2 separate regions of the Mus musculus genome follow, and region 2 is linked to region 1. Evidence: chromatin contacts called from public HiChIP or PLAC-seq data. All regions are on one chromosome and are shown on one strand. Each heading gives the region's core, a stretch centred on a gene start, on an enhancer-like site or on the middle of the called end of the contact. The rest is flanking DNA. Distances are from core to core; before and after follow the strand shown. Region 1 holds the start of Dlgap4 (DLG associated protein 4). Region 2 holds the start of Aar2 (AAR2 splicing factor homolog).

Region 1 (3,310 bases), core at 403-2,902:
TGAAGCTCACAAGTCATGAAATCCATCTCTGAGTCCTCACAAGCCAAGTGTGGCTCTGTGACCCGTCCTAACAGATGTTTGAGGCTTGTGGCATGGGGACAGCCTTCTGTGGTCACTGTTTTACCCGGCTCCAGACAAACGGCTGTTTAGACTGTGATCAGCTTTTCACTTATAGTCAGTGCTGCTGTAAAGCCTCGGTGAACAAGGCCCTGAAACCCTTTTCTGAGGCCGGTCGACACCTGCTCATTTTAGCCAGCTACACAGTGCAAGGCCACTGTTCAGCCCTGCCAGAGGCTTCCGAATCCATAGAGGTCTTCTTAGCTACCCAAGGGAAGGGACCTTGTTCCTCTCCAGTGACAGCTGCCTGAACCTACAGTCCCTCCTCTCCTGCCCTTCACCCTCCTCTAGGACTCCAAACTGACCTTTCCTCTGCCTATCTTAGCCAGGAAGCCAATTCCTGCAGCATGGGTCATGGCAGATCTCCTCTGGGCCAGTAGCTGTAGTTGGTGGGAGTCCAAACAGCACAAACCCTGGGAGAAAGGGAAGGTTGGTTGTTTTTTTTTTTTTTTTTTTTTTTTTTTTTTGAAGGGAGGCATGGGTGGGCCAGTAGTGTGAGAAGCTGGTACATGAAATTGCTCTGGGTCTTGAGGGATGAGTAGGAGTTTGTCACTGAGAGATGGTGGGAGGGCATTGCAGGCTCAGGCAAGAGGAGAGGCTAGGACTAGAATAGTGGGGTAGAGATGTGAGGAGGGTGGGCAGGCAGTGGAAGAGAAGAAAGAGGCCTGGAGGAGCCTCAGTTGCATACCTAGTATTCTCCAGGGACAGCTGTGTGGGAGCCAGGGGAGGAGGCACATCCATTTGACACCTATTGAATGCCATGATCCAGTACGAAGAGCTTACCTCTATTCTTTATCTCTTCGGTTTCTTAAGGAGGTAGATGCTTATGTGGTCCCGATTGTGCGGGTAGAAAAACGAGCTCAGGGAGAAGCACGGACTATGGTCCGTGATCACAGAGCCCCCGTGAGAGGGAGGACAGGTGCCCGGCCACGAATTCCAGAGATGCGTTAGCCAGCCAGGTACTGCTGCCCAAAACAAGGGTTCTCCAGGAAGCGGGTCACCGGGAGGGGGCACCCGATCCTAGAGGCAAGAACCCTAACGGGAGAAAGAGGGGTGAGAAGAAGCCTGACTCCCGCAGCGAGACCCAGACCAGCCGCATCTTTCCCGTGCCTCAGTTTTCCTACCCCACAGTGAACGCAGCCAAAACACCTTCCTGCCGACCCACTCAATAACCCAGGTTTCCAAGTTCGCGCGCCACCGCGGCCAGCGCTGTGTAACCTCGCTCCGGTAGTCTGCCCTCTCTGGACGATCGGTCGCAGATTCCCAAGCGCTCTTTCCGCTACACACCCAGCGTCCGCAGCCGCGGTGCCCCTCCCCTCCCCTTCCCTTCCCCGGGCGGGCGGCGGGGGTGGCGCGCCGGGCCCCGAGCGGCCCCCGCGGTCCCCCGCAGCCCCGGGCCCCCGGCCTGATCCGCGCCTGGTTTTGGGCGCAGCCGCGCGGCCCCCTCCCCCGCGCGCGTCTCCCCGCCCCCCGCCCCCTCCCCGCCGCTCTCGGGGAGCCGGGGCCGCGCGGCTCCTCCTCCCGCAGCCGCATCTGGGGCGCCGCGCCGGCCGGAGGAGAGGCATGGGGCGCCCGCGGGCCGGGGCCGGGGCCGGGGCCTAGGCGAGCGAAGCTTAGAGCGAGCGGAACGAGCGAGCGAGCGGAGCGGGCGCAGCGCAGAGGCCGAGTGGACCGAGGCGGTCGAGCGCAGGGCGCAGGTGAGCGCGCGGGGGTGGCACGCGTCAAGACCCTCCTCCGAGGCTAGATCGGGGGCAGCCCCCAGCCGCGGGCAGACCCCGGGACAGATGCGCTCAGCGACGGGGTCTCCCGGATCCTCTGACGGGCAGTGGCGCCCGGGCCTGGGGACCGACGCGGGCCGGCCCCTCCGATGCTGTCGGCCCTTCCCTGGCCGGGGCGCAGGAGCGGTTCCCGGCCCTCCATCCGCAGGCGGCTGGCAGCGGCAGCCCCCTCCCAGCCGCGTGTCCGGGCGGCCGGGGCTTCCTTGCCTTCAGCCTGCCGCACGCTCGTACTCCCTTCCCGGGATCTCCCCGGGACCGGGCATCCGGGGAGGGGGCGGGCGACCCCGCGCCGCATCGCCCCCGGAGCGCTCGTCTGCCCGGGAGGGGCCGAGCGACCCTGGCACCTGGGCTGTGGGGGGGCCGCTCACATGGCCACGGGAGGCCCCCACGTGCGGCGCCCCGCGGGAACGGGGGTTCGCGTACAGAGCGGGTGGAGGATAGACCAGGTGGCTGCGGAGGCCAGCTGGGTCCAGATGTGCAGGGCCTGCTGGGAGGGGACATGTGCTACCTGGGCAAGTGATGGTCCCTGGGCCTCCTTGGGCAGAGCTTGCCTTGTCGGATTCCCCATCCAGCCCTTCATCCATCTCCTTTCTCGCGTTCTTCTATGCTGCCTGTGTTGCGGAAAGGGCTGTCACCGACTGTTGATGTTGTGGGGGAAAATGAAATGGGGGAAGGGTGGTGGGTAGGTGGGTGGGTGAAGGCCAGTTGTGGCGGAGATACCCAAAGGATGGGGAACCTTACGCTTGGAGGACTGTGCTGATGGGGGGGGGGGGAATGTCCCAGCACCTCCACCTGCTTGGAAGTAGAAAATGCAGAGGGGGAGGGGGCTGCAGTCCCCAGCCCTAAGGAGGCTGGACTGCCCCGCCTCTACTCTTGGCACCTCCTGTGCGGTGGGGGAGGGTCCGGTCCCTCTGCCTCTGTGGCTTCACCAGACAGGACCATGTCAGAATGCCTGTTGGAGGAGTCTGTGGAATTCTTCCCTCAGGTGGCTACCTCTCTCCCCTTCCTCTGGTATAGAAAACTGTGGGCTGCCTGGGCCAAGGGTGGTCCGAGGGGCCTGAGCCAGACTGTTAAGGACAGCGGGACTGGGTGGGGCCGCAGAGCTGGCTTCCGGGCTGATAGCCGAGGCTCGGGTTGGGGGGCCATCCTCCCCCTCAGCTGGGCTTCAGCGACTGCTCAACAAGCTCCGAGTATGTTCCCAGTAGCTTCTGACGATGCTGTCTGTGCACGTGGGGCAGGCGTGTGTGCCTGTGTCTGTATTGGGGTTGGGGTGGGATAGAGTGTGTGGGTTCTCCGGAAGCTGGGCAATGCCCGGTGTGCCTGTGAGTGGTGTCCGCGAAGCCCTCGTCCATTTAGGCCAGGTGGAGCTAGGCTGGGCACTGGAGAGGTAGGTGGGCAGGGCCCCGAGTCAAGAG
Region 2 (3,310 bases), core at 348-2,847, 66 kb before region 1:
ATAGATATGCAGGTATGATGCAATCAATCAATAGCCAGTAAAGGGGGCAGAGGGACTCCCGTCCTTTCTGGGAATAGCAAGGCTTTTCCAGGAATTTGGGCATGCTTTTATGGTTTCTCTCCATTGACAACCATCAGTGCTGTAGGAAGGCCACTTAAGAGGCAGGTGGGCAATAGTGAAGTTGGAGGTTATTTGTCTTCTGCTCTGTCAGCCATTGTAGCTACAGCCAGTCTTGGTAAAGTCACCCGAAGAAGAGACTGAAGGCCTTTGAGAATCCTGCCTTTATAGATAAACAAGCTTACAATCAGGTCGGGAAAGTTGGCAGTACAAGATTAGAGGAGGGTCACATCTTGGCTATGGTTAGTGAGGAGATTAGAAGTAGTATCTATGTATCTCCCAGTAGCTCTGGCTCATGGTGGAGTTCTGATGTACAGAACCACTGAGCACAAGGTTAGTGTACTGGCTCTTCCTGGTTGTCAACTTGACTATATCCGGAATGAACTACAATCCAGAATTGGTAGGCTCACAGTGACCCTAATCTGGAGGCTGGGAGATGCAAGTGTCTGACCTGGATAATGGCATGGAAATCTTGAGGCATAGTGGTTATGAATCCGAGAAGATTAAGACAGGGGAGATCTCTGAGTTTAAAGTCATGTGGGACAAAGCAAGTTCCAGATCCAGGTGTGATGGCACACACCTTTAATCTGGGCACACACTTTCTGCTGGAGACCTACATAAGGACATTGGAAGAAGGAAGATTCTCTCTCTCTCTTGTTCACCTGCTTGCCTTGTGGGACTGAGCAACTGCTAGATCCTTGGATTTCCATTCACAGCTGCTGCTCACCATTGTTGGAGAGCTGGACTACAGACTGTAAGTCATCAACAAATTCCCTTACTATATAGAGACTACCCATAAGTTTTGTGACTCTAGAGAACCCTGACTAATACAGCAAGGCCTATGGATAGTCATTTACTATACACATCATTTGATTTGTTATTAAATACACAGTACATTTATGAGGGCTATGTGCTAGGTTCTAAGGAAATAGAGAAGAAAAAGACAGTCAGGTTTCCTCACTCAGTGCACATTTATAGCTTGACTGCTGTATTCTGTAAGGCCTGGAAAACACTGGGTGGTCATTTCCAGAGGAACTGCTGTGTTTGCGTTTGAAGGGACTGGTTCTCCCTTCAGGCAACAGCCTTGGTTCTGAAACTAGGGATGAATGTGTCTGGAAGCCGGGACTTGGAGATAATAGGGAACTTTTGACATGGTGACCGGCATAGGAAATGTGGCTAAAGAGGACCAACCATGACTGAGCCAGTCTGTGGCTACTGTGTGCCAACACCTGAACCATGCTTTGGCCAGCCCGTGTCTGCTTGAGACCAAAAGGACTGTGGATGGTGAGTATGTTTCTGGACGGGGATATAAAGTGGATAGTTTAATTAAAGTCGTTATTTATAATTCGGGAAGTAAAACGAAACAGTAAGAAGAAAATGAAGTGCTTATCGTGAGGAACCTGGAAGCACGGGCCATTTCTTCTGAGACTCGGGGCTCCGCCGGACTACTTTTTCCGTAGCACCTATCCGGCACCAAAGCAGCCGAACTTCCGTCCCGTTTCCGCGGAACCGGAGCTTGAGGTGCTACGGTGAGTGTCGGCCCTCGGTGCGCCTTTCGGCCTCCGGTTTCCTTGTGTGTGGTCGGGCCACCTCGCTTCTTGTCTCAGAATCGCGCTGGCGGAGTCTGGCTTTGTGAGCTGGTGTCTGAGGAGGCCTTTCTTCCTGAGAACCCGTCCCTGAGGACACCGTGGTCAGGGTCTCTGGGGCTCCCGAAGGAACTTCCCCCCACACCCCTTTAACTGTAACCAGAGAACGAGACTCACTCGAGCTGGATCTGCGTGGCTTCCGGTAAGTCACCTACCCGGCTTCCTGGCTTTATTTAAAGTGCATATTATCGTAAGTTAAAAAAAAAAAATTAAGCTTCGTGTGTATGCTAGGCATCAGGGACTCGAGTCTTGTGGGCATGACAGTCTTCAACCAAGTACACAAAGTTACACACCTGTCCCTGGAACTGAACGGCAACAGGGTAGCCAGAGTGTCATCACCAACATTTGACTTAGTCCCGGGTCGAGGAGGCTTTACTAAGATTAAAAAAAGAAAAATAATTGTGTGACCAAGTGCTATGGGTAGAGTTTTCTCTGGTGTGAGGGTAAGAAAGAAGCCAGTGTGGTTAGAACAATCCTTCGGATTGGGGTGGTATTAAATTAGCTGAAGAGTTGCCCAGGGAAATTCATGCAGCGTTTTCGGGCCATTCCCTAAAGCCAGATAGAGAACGCATTGAGGACCAAGTACTCTCCACTCTTGGAAGGCGGTGAATACGCTGAGGAGTTGTCTCTGTATTGCAGGCTTGTGAAGAGTATTCGTTTGTGTTTCAGACTTTTTTTTTTTTTTACTGTGAACTACAGTCACAAGACTTTTATGCTGTGATCACATGTATATACAAGCACATGTCTTCTTGGAACCATTCCTATCCTTGTTACTTGTGGCATTCCAATAGCTTAAAAGTTCTCTTCTTGGTGCTGGAGAGATGACTTGGTGGTTAAGAGACTTGTCTGCTCTTCCAGGGGACCTGGACTCAGTTCCTAAGGGCGCCATGGTGCTAAACCCACCTCTAACTCCAGTGTCAGGGAATTCAGCATCCTCTTCTGGCTTCTGTGTAACTTTTCTCATTATTTCAGATAGCTTTCTGTCTAAAAATGATTTCCTTCCTTCTTTCTTTCTTTCTTTCTTTCGTTTTGTTTTGTTTTGTTTTTTCGAGACAGGGTTTCCCTGTGTAGCCCTGACTGTCCTGGAACTCACTTTGTAGACCAGGCTGGGCCTCGAACTCAGAAATCCTCCTGCCTCTGCCTCCCAAGTGCTGGGATTAAAGGCGTGCGCCACCACCGCCCGGCTAAAAATGATTTCTTAACTCAAGATACATCTTGCAGTTTGAAAAAGAGTGCTAATTTAGAGTCTTTTCTCCTGTTTTTTTAGGTAAAGACAATGAAGTGTGCTCCTAATATTTTTTTGTAAAAGGATTTTTTGTTTGTTTTAAATAAAAGAGTAAACATCAAGCAGCACTCGATTTTTCTGCTTGTGTATTTTGAGGCCACTTCTGTGTAAAATACAAATATCTGGTTTTCAGTAGTCTTATTCTGTGGATATTTCTTTTGGGGCCCAGTAAAGATCCTGGGTAGTGCCTGTAATCTGAGTGTTTTGTCAGTAGGATGAGTAAGTGACTTAGTACTCAGTTCAGTAAAAGTTGAAGTACTTG

What was found. HiChIP or PLAC-seq counts read pairs in DNA pulled down with a chosen protein or histone mark.
Region 2: an H3K4me3 HiChIP or PLAC-seq map of embryonic stem cells shows a contact between it and region 1, with 45 read pairs. The contact joins the promoter of Aar2 here to the promoter of Dlgap4 in region 1. A contact is called at or near these places in 14 of 39 promoter capture datasets (the 3T3-L1 cell line, the SN4741 cell line, cranial neural crest and 9 more), 11 of 484 Hi-C or Micro-C datasets (the G1E-ER4 cell line, cardiomyocytes, cerebellum and 7 more), 9 of 115 datasets of contacts at active chromatin or transcription factors (VIP interneurons, craniofacial prominence, embryonic midbrain and 4 more) and 2 of 9 other capture datasets (adipose tissue and embryonic stem cells).

Annotation. Positions count from the first base shown.
Region 1 is chr2:156,612,045-156,615,354 of GRCm38.p6, forward strand. Dlgap4 (DLG associated protein 4) reads left to right here and starts at 1,653. Exons shown (of 13, transcript NM_146128.6): 1 at 1,653-1,814. It overlaps Gm14169 (predicted gene 14169), which reads right to left and starts at 1,378. Exons shown (of 4, transcript NR_040372.1): 1 at 1,242-1,378; 2 at 901-1,152; 3 at 423-530.
Region 2 is chr2:156,545,979-156,549,288 of GRCm38.p6, forward strand. It overlaps Aar2 (AAR2 splicing factor homolog), which reads left to right and starts at 1,598. Exons shown (of 4, transcript NM_026661.4): 1 at 1,598-1,905.